Regions from separate parts of the Danio rerio genome. Here region 2 is linked to region 1. A link is a contact called in public Hi-C data. All regions are on one chromosome and are shown on one strand. The core of a region is the stretch at or near the end of the contact, and the rest is flanking DNA. Distances in the headings are between cores, read along the strand shown.

What was found. A called contact is a pair of places that touch in the nucleus more often than the background predicts.
Region 2: a Hi-C map of hematopoietic stem cells shows a contact between it and region 1, with 3 times the contacts expected there. The contact joins the promoter of ccdc85al here to the promoter of cep170ab in region 1. A contact is called at or near these places in 4 of 18 Hi-C or Micro-C datasets (embryo, fibroblasts, hematopoietic stem cells and 1 more) and 1 of 4 datasets of contacts at active chromatin or transcription factors (embryo).

Annotation. Positions count from the first base shown.
Region 1 is chr6:7,421,531-7,426,611 of GRCz12tu, forward strand. It overlaps cep170ab (centrosomal protein 170Ab), which reads right to left and starts at 3,040. Exons shown (of 19, transcript XM_073953595.1): 1 at 2,971-3,040.
Region 2 is chr6:7,711,401-7,716,651 of GRCz12tu, forward strand. It overlaps ccdc85al (coiled-coil domain containing 85A, like), which reads right to left and starts at 1,275. Exons shown (of 6, transcript NM_001004570.1): 1 at 1,182-1,275; 2 at 635-1,063. The coding sequence starts at 865. sec23b (SEC23 homolog B, coat complex II component) reads left to right here and starts at 4,625. Exons shown (of 19, transcript NM_199777.1): 1 at 4,625-4,703.

The sequences.
Region 1 (5,081 bases), core at 1,790-4,289:
ACTGTAATGAAAATGTGCCTCTCTGCTGTTTTCTGCAACTCAGGTTCATTCTGAAAACATACCCCTCTGTACATTTCTGGAGAGCACCAAATACATCCCAGGAACTACGTTTTTTTTTCTTTTCTTTTTTTTCTTTTTCTTTTTCTTTTTTTTTGTTGCAGTTTTTGTTTTCGCAAATCCATCAGAGGCTGCTGTCGACTGACTGACTGACACACCCTCCTCCTTCCCTAAACAAAACTAATAGTGATTTCAAAAGCACTGATTTCAAAAGCACTGAAGCCCACCCACTTCTCCAAACCCAACCAACAGTGTTTTCAAAAGCAATCCAGAAAAAGAAAAGCCCACGTGGCAGCCTGATTTTTACCCCGTTTTCAGATTTTATCACGTTCTCACCCTGCTTTTTACTTTTTTATTTTATTTTTTGGCTCTAAAGCCGTCCACATGGAGGTAAGTGGTCAGCTGATAAGCGTGAAAAGGAACGTGTCTTACTGCCCCGTAGCATTTTAAAGACGGAATGCAGCCATATGTTCTCTTGGCTACTTAATTTGTGATCTCCAGAAATGTATATAGAGGTACGTTTTGAGATTGAGCCTATGTTGGTTTTCTGTATTTTTTCAGAAATAAAGTGATTCTGCTGTGAGTCTGTTGTAGTAGACTGTGCTTATTTCACTATTCTGATAAGAAGCCTGCTACAGTGTAAGTCAACTTTAAAGTACCAACACTTCTGCTATGTGTGTGTTCAAATGACTATGCGTCACGTCTGGTCATCTTCTCTCCAAATAGCCTTCTGGATGACCTGCTTTGTCTGACCTCTGCCTGCTGTCGCCTAAATAATCGTGAAGATATACTTCAGTTATTGCGTCTATGTGGTGAGATTGCTTACGTTTATCTATGTTTCGACCAAGCAGGATCTTCCTACCTAGACTTATGACGTAGTCAGTGACCTTCTAGAGTGTAATTGTTGTTGATTTCAGACTGTACTCTTTGCGAGTGTTGAAGCTGATGAAACGGCAAACTATTTTCTTCATTAAATGTAGCTTTATTTAATTGTGACTCTTGGAATTTGTTCATCAGACCAATTTCTTTGGTTTAACTGGGTTCTTGGAGCTTTGTGTGATAACAGTTGAACTGCTGAGTGCGTTGACAATGTTTTTGGTTTCTCTTCTGGACTTTGAACGTGTCAGGACCGTTGCTGTACATGGAGGATCAGAAATCTCTCATATTTCATCTATAATATCTATGCGCTCAGAAGATGAGCAAAGATCTCAGGGTTCGGAACGACCAGAGGGTGAGTAATTAATAACAGAATTTTCTTTTCTTTTTTTGGGGGGTGAACTAAGCCTTTAATTATCATCTGACATAGCTTACATGCTAGCTAGTTTGAAATACTACTTCAGTTAAAGTTTTGAAGATATTCTATATTAACTTAATTTAGAACCAGGGTAAATACCTACTTTTGGAAATATACCTGTGATTGATTGATTGATTGATTGACAGATCGATTGATTAATCGGCTGATTGATTCCCAGCAGGTACACAACATCATAAGAAGTTAATATTAGGTTAGATTTAGATCATGACGTTAGGTGACCAAACTTCAATGTCTAGTCAGGGTCTAAGGACAACGTTACTTTGACGTCCAATAACGACGTCAAATTACATTGATATTTGGTTAATTTTAGATTGTGTTGGAAAGTGACCAAAATTCAACATCTGATTAGATGTCATAGTGGTAACGTCCACACAATGTCAAGGTGTAACATGCTAGACATTGATATTTGGTTGATTTTAGGTTAGACATTACGTTGGGTTCTGATGTCAATCTGATTTTCATTTCCAAACAAAATCCAACATCCCCACGAAGTTGTTGACATCCTGTGCCTTAACATAATTCTTGTTCAGCTCTGTACTAAATGAGGCTATACTTTATTTTAGCCAGCTCTTTGATTCTGAATTTTAACAGTACATTCTCAGAAAGAAAGGTAGGAGAGCTGTCACTAGGGTGGTACCTTTTCAAAAGGTACACATTTGCACTTAAAAAGTCCATATTATTACATCAGGGATATATATTAGTACCTAAAATGTACAAAATTGTACCTCCTAAATGCTTTAGGTACTAATATATACTTTTGAGGTACCAATATAGATCATTTAAGTACAAATGTGTACCTATTGAAAAGGTACCACCAGCTCTCCTTTATTTCTGAGAGTGTACAGAAAGAGACTCAGAATGACAGAAGCAAAATCCACAAGAAAGGCAATAAATATCAGGGATCCTGACAAGAACATGATGCATAAATTATATCAATAAGCAATGCATTTACAAACGTCGATCGACCAAATTCACGTCGATATAACGCGAGATGTTCCGATCTCATTTAATGCAAAATTCCATTCGTATATAAGCTTCATTTACGGCTAATTTTCTTTTAGGTAAATGTAGCATGTTTTTTTTTATCTGAGCTGGAATATTTAGGTTATAATCACACATGCTGAGTGAATATGCATCATCATCATCATCATCATCTAAGCAACGCATCATTTGCGTGTGAGCGGAGCGTCAGTCTCCGCCTCTGCCTTCAAGCACTGGCCTTGTTCTTCACCGGTAATGACAGATCTGATGTTTATTCTGAGAGACAGTCGCTCACTCTACACCCTTCGCATATTCTGATAGCTGTTTTAAAGGCATAACGATGCGCATTTACTCACAGTACGCAATATTTTGCTCAAGAGGAGAAAACCTGAAAATCGACGCATACAAAGGCCTAAATATTTTTCTAATAACCGTGCTTCTGTTTTCATCACGTATCATGCCCTGTCACAGACCTCCAGTCCGTAATAGGCCGGATCGGTAGCATGTAGAGCTCATGACAGCTAATTACCAATTTCCATCAAGCGAAATGTTTGCTGCTAAAATTAAAAACGAGTCAAAATCTGTCTGTTTTTGTGAAAATAGGACGCATCACTTACCTAATAAATCCCAGTATGTTTATTCCATAAATGACATCCGTGCGCTCTTGTGCTCGGAGCGGCGCGCTCTGCCCAGCCCAGTCTGAGGTGCAGCTGCGCGTCTTGACGCACGGTGGCGCTGCGGTGTCAAGAAAGAACAAGATGACAAGCGCTCCCTGTGGTCAGCAGCATTATTTTTATCACATGCTTGCGCTAATTTGTATCTAATTTACAGATTTATTAATTTATCTAATTTATTTTATTTATTTTATTTATTTTATTTATTTTATTTTATAAATATAGTTTGCAACCACTTACCTTTAAAAAATTAAACAAATCCAATGAATCATTTTTTCAGTGTAGCCTATTCTTACTCCTAAATGCTGAATAAATGTAAATTAATATGTCTTGAATGTTTATTTGGTTATAAGCCCTATATCGATGAAGCAGTTCATCCAAAGGCTTAATCTTTTACTCACTCGGGTGTTTCCAAATCTTTACAAATTTCTTTCTTCAGTTGAACACCGAAGAAGATATTCTGAAGAACGCTGGAAATCTGTAACTATTGACATCCAAAGCAGGAAAAACTAATATTATTGATGTCAATGGATATCAGTGTCTTTTGTGTTCGAACAGATGAAACAGAAAAAGTGAAGGGTAAGTATGACAGACTTTTTAAACTATCCTTTTTCATGTAACTATAATCAGGATTTCTGTAAACCCCAGCTGTTGGCCACCTATTAAATGAACAACATGATAGTACACTGAACACTAGATGGCGAAGTTGTACGTGACAGTCGAGATTTCCCCCCCAAAGAACTGTCAACAATAAACCTTTTCAATATCGGAATGCATGCATATTTATATTTATATATTGTTCACATGCTTGGTCATAAGTTCAGGGAAAAAGCAGATTTTTTTGTTTGTTTTGTTTATCACTGTGTATTTTATTCCTATATGGGACATTTTTTTCAGCATCAATCTTTATTTATTTGATTTGTCATGGATTATTGCATTTTATTTATTAATTACGTATTTATTAATTAATTTATTTAGTTAGTTAGTGTTTGTAACTTTAAGGTTTTATGTTGACATCTGCATGTAATGGTAATTAATTTTCCTAACACTCTAAGCCTGTATAAGTTGAGTTTATTTAAAAAATAAGAGGAAACTAGTTGCCCTAAAAATTTTAAATAATATATACTTAAAAACTTGAGGGAGCTCTACTTAAAAGATAAGAGTTGTTCTAATATGTATTATAAGTTATATGCACTTAATGATTTTAAGTAGTGTCAGTTTACTCCACTCATCTTTTTAAGAGCATTAAAATAAACACAGAGTTGTTTTATTTAAATTTCCTTTCAAAGTACAGCAAAACAATGTAAATGCTACGCAATACAACTTAAAAATCAGTTTGTCTACTTTTCTCTTAAGTGCATCTACTCAAACAAGATCGAATAACATTGACCCCCAGTTTTAAATGCTCACAAAATATGTTGTTAGGATTCTGTCCTCTTTATGTCCGTTTATGTTGTTTGTTAATAGGTTACATTACTTGATCATGCCTGCTTAGCACTAGTCTGGAATTTCTGACTTCAAAAAAATATCATGATCCAAAATGCAGTTTGAGTTTTCTGATTAGCATGCTAATTAAACAACCCCATTTGAGTAAGTTTTACCCCAGTGTTTTAGTGTCCAGTGGCAACTTTTCTATTAAAAATAATGTTTATGTATTGACATTTGCAATAATAATAATAATAATAATAATAATAATAATAATAATAACAACCCATTTTTAAAATAGCGTTAACCTGTTATTAGAGTAAATATAATAAATTTTGAGTAGGAAAAAACACACACAGTTGAAGTCAGAATCATTACCCCCCTTTGATTTTTTTTCTTTTTTAAATATTTCCCAATTTATGTTTGACAGAGCAAGGACATTTTCACAGTATGTCTGATAATAAGAAAATCTTATTTTTTTATTTCGACGAGAATAAAAGCAGTTTTTAATTTTTTAAACAGTATTTTAAGGACAAAATTGTTAGCCCCTATAGGCTATTTTTTTCCAATAGTCTAAAGAACAAACCATTTTAACTTGCCTAATTACCCTAACCTGCCTAGTCAACCTA
Region 2 (5,251 bases), core at 25-2,524, 290 kb after region 1:
GAAAAATTTTGAAAACCTGTAACCCTTGACTTCTATAGTATTTGTTTTTGCTACTATGGAAGTCATTGGTTAACGGTTTTCAGCTTTCTTCAAAATATATTCTTTTGTGTTCAACAGAATAAAGAAACTCATGATGGTTTGGTATGGATGCATGGTTTGAAACCACTCAAAGATGAGTAAATAGTAAGTAGATTGTAATATTTGGGTGAACTATCCCTTTAAGGTAAATAAATATGTGAAAAATCCAAATTTGCATTTTACAGACAAAAATATCAGCTGGTTTAAAAATACATTTGTGATAATGTCTTCCTAGATCATTTAGAGTAAAAATATTCTGCAACATTCAATATTAAAATTAGAAAAAGGTCACATTCATACACAACAGGTGTCTTAACACTGCAATATATAAAAAAAATAAATAAAAAAAAACGAAAATGTGGTTCTGGTATCAAAACAATGCCACTAATGTGTGTGCTTCTTGCCAAGTTTGGAAGCTTTAAATAAAAAAACAGGCACATAAGACAACAGTAGTAGGCGTTATTCCTACAGGATGAATAATGTGCACCCAAGAGCTTGTGGCGCCTCCTCGGAGAGCGCAGGTGTGCTCCAGACGCCCATGATCTCATCTGCTCACCTTCAGCCCCCGGATCTCGTTCAGATGCAGCTGCAGGCTGCGGTTCACCTCCCGAATCAGATTACTGTGATCCAGAATGACGCTCATTTTATCGGCTTCACACCTCCGGAGCCGCTGCACCAGCTCCTCTTTGCTCCATTGGAGGAGCTCTTCGTCCGTGAGGTTGGCGATGTCTTCTGCTGGACTTTCCGGCGCCTTGGATCCAGGCTGTGCTTGTGGAGAATTCTCCATTAGAAGAGGCGAGCTGCTGCTGCTGCTTCTGCTGCTGTGGTACCAGATCAAATATTAATGAGGCAGGCAGGCAGTGTCAGGAGGAGTCAGGGAGACTGAGGACGCATCGTGTAGAGATGCTCGTATCCGATGCCCTTACAGTGGGAGTCGCCTCGACTTTTCCCAAAGCAGCAACAGCTGATGAGCAGAAGGAAGGCCGGCATATAGAGCGAGTCCGCCCAATTTGTTCAGCACCGGCTCCCGTGCATAGTTCTTGTAAGTTTGGAAAAGTGACGGTGTATGATCGCCGGTGAGATGTGGGTGGGTTTAGGCGGCCCGGTGCGCTCGCCCCCGTCCGCCTCTGCGCGCTCCTGCATCCTCGTGGATATGGAGGAGAGACGGCAGCATCCTCAGCCCGAGCTCCGGAGAAATGAGCGTGACTGCAGCGAATGGGTAAATTCATTCTCTCTCTCTCTCTCTCTCTCTCTCTCTCTCTCTCTCTCTCTCTCTCTCTCTCTCTCTCTCTCTCTCTCTCTATCTCCGTTTGTGTGTGTCGTGCATGTTTGTGTGCGCGAGTGGCCGAGAGGTGATGCTGTTGTTCAAGTTCCATTTAAGTTTGTATCTAGCGCCATCTATTGACTCGTTAACACAGTCTTCTACACCAGAAAAAAATGTCTAAATACTAGGTAGGCTAATATTCATTCATTCATTCATTCATTCATTCATTCATTCATTTTCTTTTCGGCTTAGTCTCTTTATATGCAGTTTAATAAACTATTCTATTTCAAAAACACAACGCTATTTACTACAAATTACTATAGTCATTATTAGAAGTTTAGTAGTATATGATACTAGCCTTCTACAAATGAAAAAAGAGGCTTAAATACTAATATATGCAGTGTAATGAACTTTTCTATGGTTCAAAAACACTATAATAGGCTATTTACTACAAATTACCATAGTCATTTATAGAAGTTTAGAAGTATGTGATACTAGCCCAGGTGTGGGCAAACTTGATCCTGGAGTGCCAGTGCCCTGCATAGTTTAGCTCCAACCCTATTCAAACAGACGTCCATAGAGTCCATAGAATTATCATAGTCATTTTTTGATGTTTAGAACCATAAGATACTAACATTCTACAAATAAAAAAAAACGCTAACTAATATAGGCAGTATAATAAACGTTTTTGGTTCAAAAACACTATAATAATCTATTTACTACCAATTACAATACAAGTTTATTAGAAGCATAGATATAAGCTCTCTACTAATGATTTACTATCATTTACTATTTCTAAAGAAAAAAACATTACTGATATATGCAGTATAATAAACTTTTCTATGGTTTAAAAGCACTATATTTACTACAAATTAGTCAATTTTTAGAAGTTAAGAAGCATGATAGCATTCTACAAATGAAAAAAGATCCTCCTAAATATTGATATATGCAGTATAATAAACTCTTCTATTGGTTAGAACACTATAGCTATTTCCTACAAATTATCATATTAGAAGCATGTGATATTCGCCTTCTGCAAATGAAAAAAAATTTTCTTAAATACTGATATATGCAGTTTAATAAACATTTATATGGTTCAAAAACACTATAGCTTTTTACTACCAATTGCCATTGTCATTTTTCAGAAGCATATGATACTAGTGTTCTACTAATGGGGAAAAAATTCTTAAATGCTAATATATACAGTATAATAAACTTTTCTATTGTTCAAAAACACTATAGTAGCTACTTACTACAAATTGCCATAGTCATTCATAGAAGCATATAACACTAGCCTATTAAACTGCTTAAATACTAATATATTTAATAAACATTTATATGGTTTAAAACACTATAGTAGGCTATTTACTACAAATTACCGTTGTCATTTTAAAAACATATGATACTAGCTATATATCTAGTGTGTGTGTGTGTGTGTGTGTGTGTGTATATATATATATATATATATATATATATATATATATGGTATAATAAACTTTCTATTATATATACAGTATAATAAACTTTTCTATGGTTTAAAAGCAATATATTGACTACAAATTACCATAGTCGTTTTTTAGAAGTTTATATATGATACTAGCCTCCTACAAAAGAAAAAAAATACTAATATATGCAGTATATTAAACTTTTCTGTTGTTCAAAAACACTATACTAGCTATTTACTATTATGATAGCATTCTACAAATGAAAAAAGAGGCTTAAATGCTTATATATGCAGATACACGTTTCTATGATTCTAATAGTAGACTATTTATTTATCATAGTAATTTTTAGATATTTAGAAGCATAAGATACTTACATTCCACAAATAACAACTGCTTAAATACTAATATATGCAGTATAATAAACTTTTCTATGGTTCAAAAACACTATGGTAATTTACTACAAATTACCATAGTCATTTTTTAGAAGTTTAGAAGCCTGATACTAGCCTTCTACAAACGAAAAAAATACTAATATAAGTTCAAAAGCACTATTTACTACAAATTACCATAGTCTTTTAAAGAACCATGTGGGTGTGTGCTAAAATTAAGGAGTTATGAATTGGTAACAAGTCTACAGCTCTCATTAGCTATATTTTGATGTGGGCTAAATCATTTTTTTCTTCTTCTTTTTCTAGATTTTAGAGTAGGATAATTACTCATTTTTGATCCTGGATGAAACCATAAATTACAAAATACAAAACAAAATGCAGCTGTACAAAGTGTATAGGCTACAATGATCTGTAAAACTTAACATTTAAAGTCATAAATTGTTTAAAAAATTGGTTTGCAGTATTTATATACAGTATTTATAAACAAAAGTCATTTTAACTTGTTAGTCAACTGTACAGGTATGTTTTTATTATTTACATTAATACATTATAATATTATTTGTTATAATATAATTAGGCCTGATAATATTCATTCATTCATTCATTTTCTTCTCGGCTTAGTCCATTTATTAATCCGGGGTTGTCACAGCAGAATGAACCGCCAACTTATCCAGCAAGTTTTTACCCTTTCAGCCGCAACCCATCTCTGGGAAACATCCACACACACATTCACACACACACTCATACACTACGGACAATTTAGCCCGCCCAATTCACCTGTACCGCATGTCTTTGGACTGTGGGGGAAACCGGAGCACCCAGAGGAAACCCTCTCCTAAGGCAGGGAGAACATGCAAACTCCAGCCTGATAATTTAATATAATATAATATAATATAATATAATATAATATAATATAATATAATATAATATAATATAATATAATATAATATAATATAATATAATATGATGGGTTGCGGCAGGAAGGGCATTCACTGCGTAAAACATATGCTGGATAAGTTGTCGGTTCGTGCCACTGTGGCGACCCATTAATAAAGGGACTAAGCCGAAAAGAAAATGAAGGAATGAATAATATAATATAATATAATATAATATAATATAATATAATATAATATAATATAATATAATAATCAGTAATAAAATACGTTGCTATTTAACAAACAACTGTTGCTATTCAAAACATTGTTTTGCTCTTTGCCTGAAAGTATGTGAAAAATTCGAGCTTACAGGTGTTTACGCAGAACACATTTGCATCAAACGCTGCAAGATTGGAAACCTACGCATGCACGCACAGAAATTCAACCCTGCGGAGGAACGTTCTCGTGACGCCAGACGTAGGCGTCCAATCGCGGCGCTCCGAGTGTTGTAGTAACACGTCACACTTGTGAGCTTCAGGAACCGGCCGGGGGCGAATCCTGCTCGACGAAGTCATTTTCACTTTTCCATGGTGGTGTGATTATTATATATCATTTATTACAGTTCGGATCAAAAGCCTCATCGATTAAAAAGGTACGTCTATCGCTTTGTCTAGGGAAGTAACTGGGGCTCCGCTAGGTTAGCCTGAAATCGAAAACCCAGGATTAGGTCAGCGGAAGTCAAGGATGCTAGTGTGTGTTAACGGGTTACTCGGTGTTTAGATATATATTTTGATACACACGTTTAAGATATTCTTTATATTTATTTATATTAGTCTTTACATTCTGTTTCCATTTGTATGTGGTGTACTAAGGATGTGAAGGCATCTAGCGCGAGCTTGAATACTAAAATATAGAAATATGCGTGACGTCACGGATGTTTTTTATGTTGGCAAAAATATAGTGAAATTTATGATAATACTAGTGTTTGAGTATCCACATACCGCATTTAAAATGATCATTTCGATGTTAATAACCGAACACTGAGGTGAAGTTTTATATTAGCACTTTCGTTCAGTGACAACTTTTGACATTCTCCCTATAACGTTAATGTTTACCATGGTACTTTTTAATGTTCGGAATTAGCATGCAAATATGACTTCAAATCCACATTAGCACTATTTGTTTCTGAACAATGTTGTA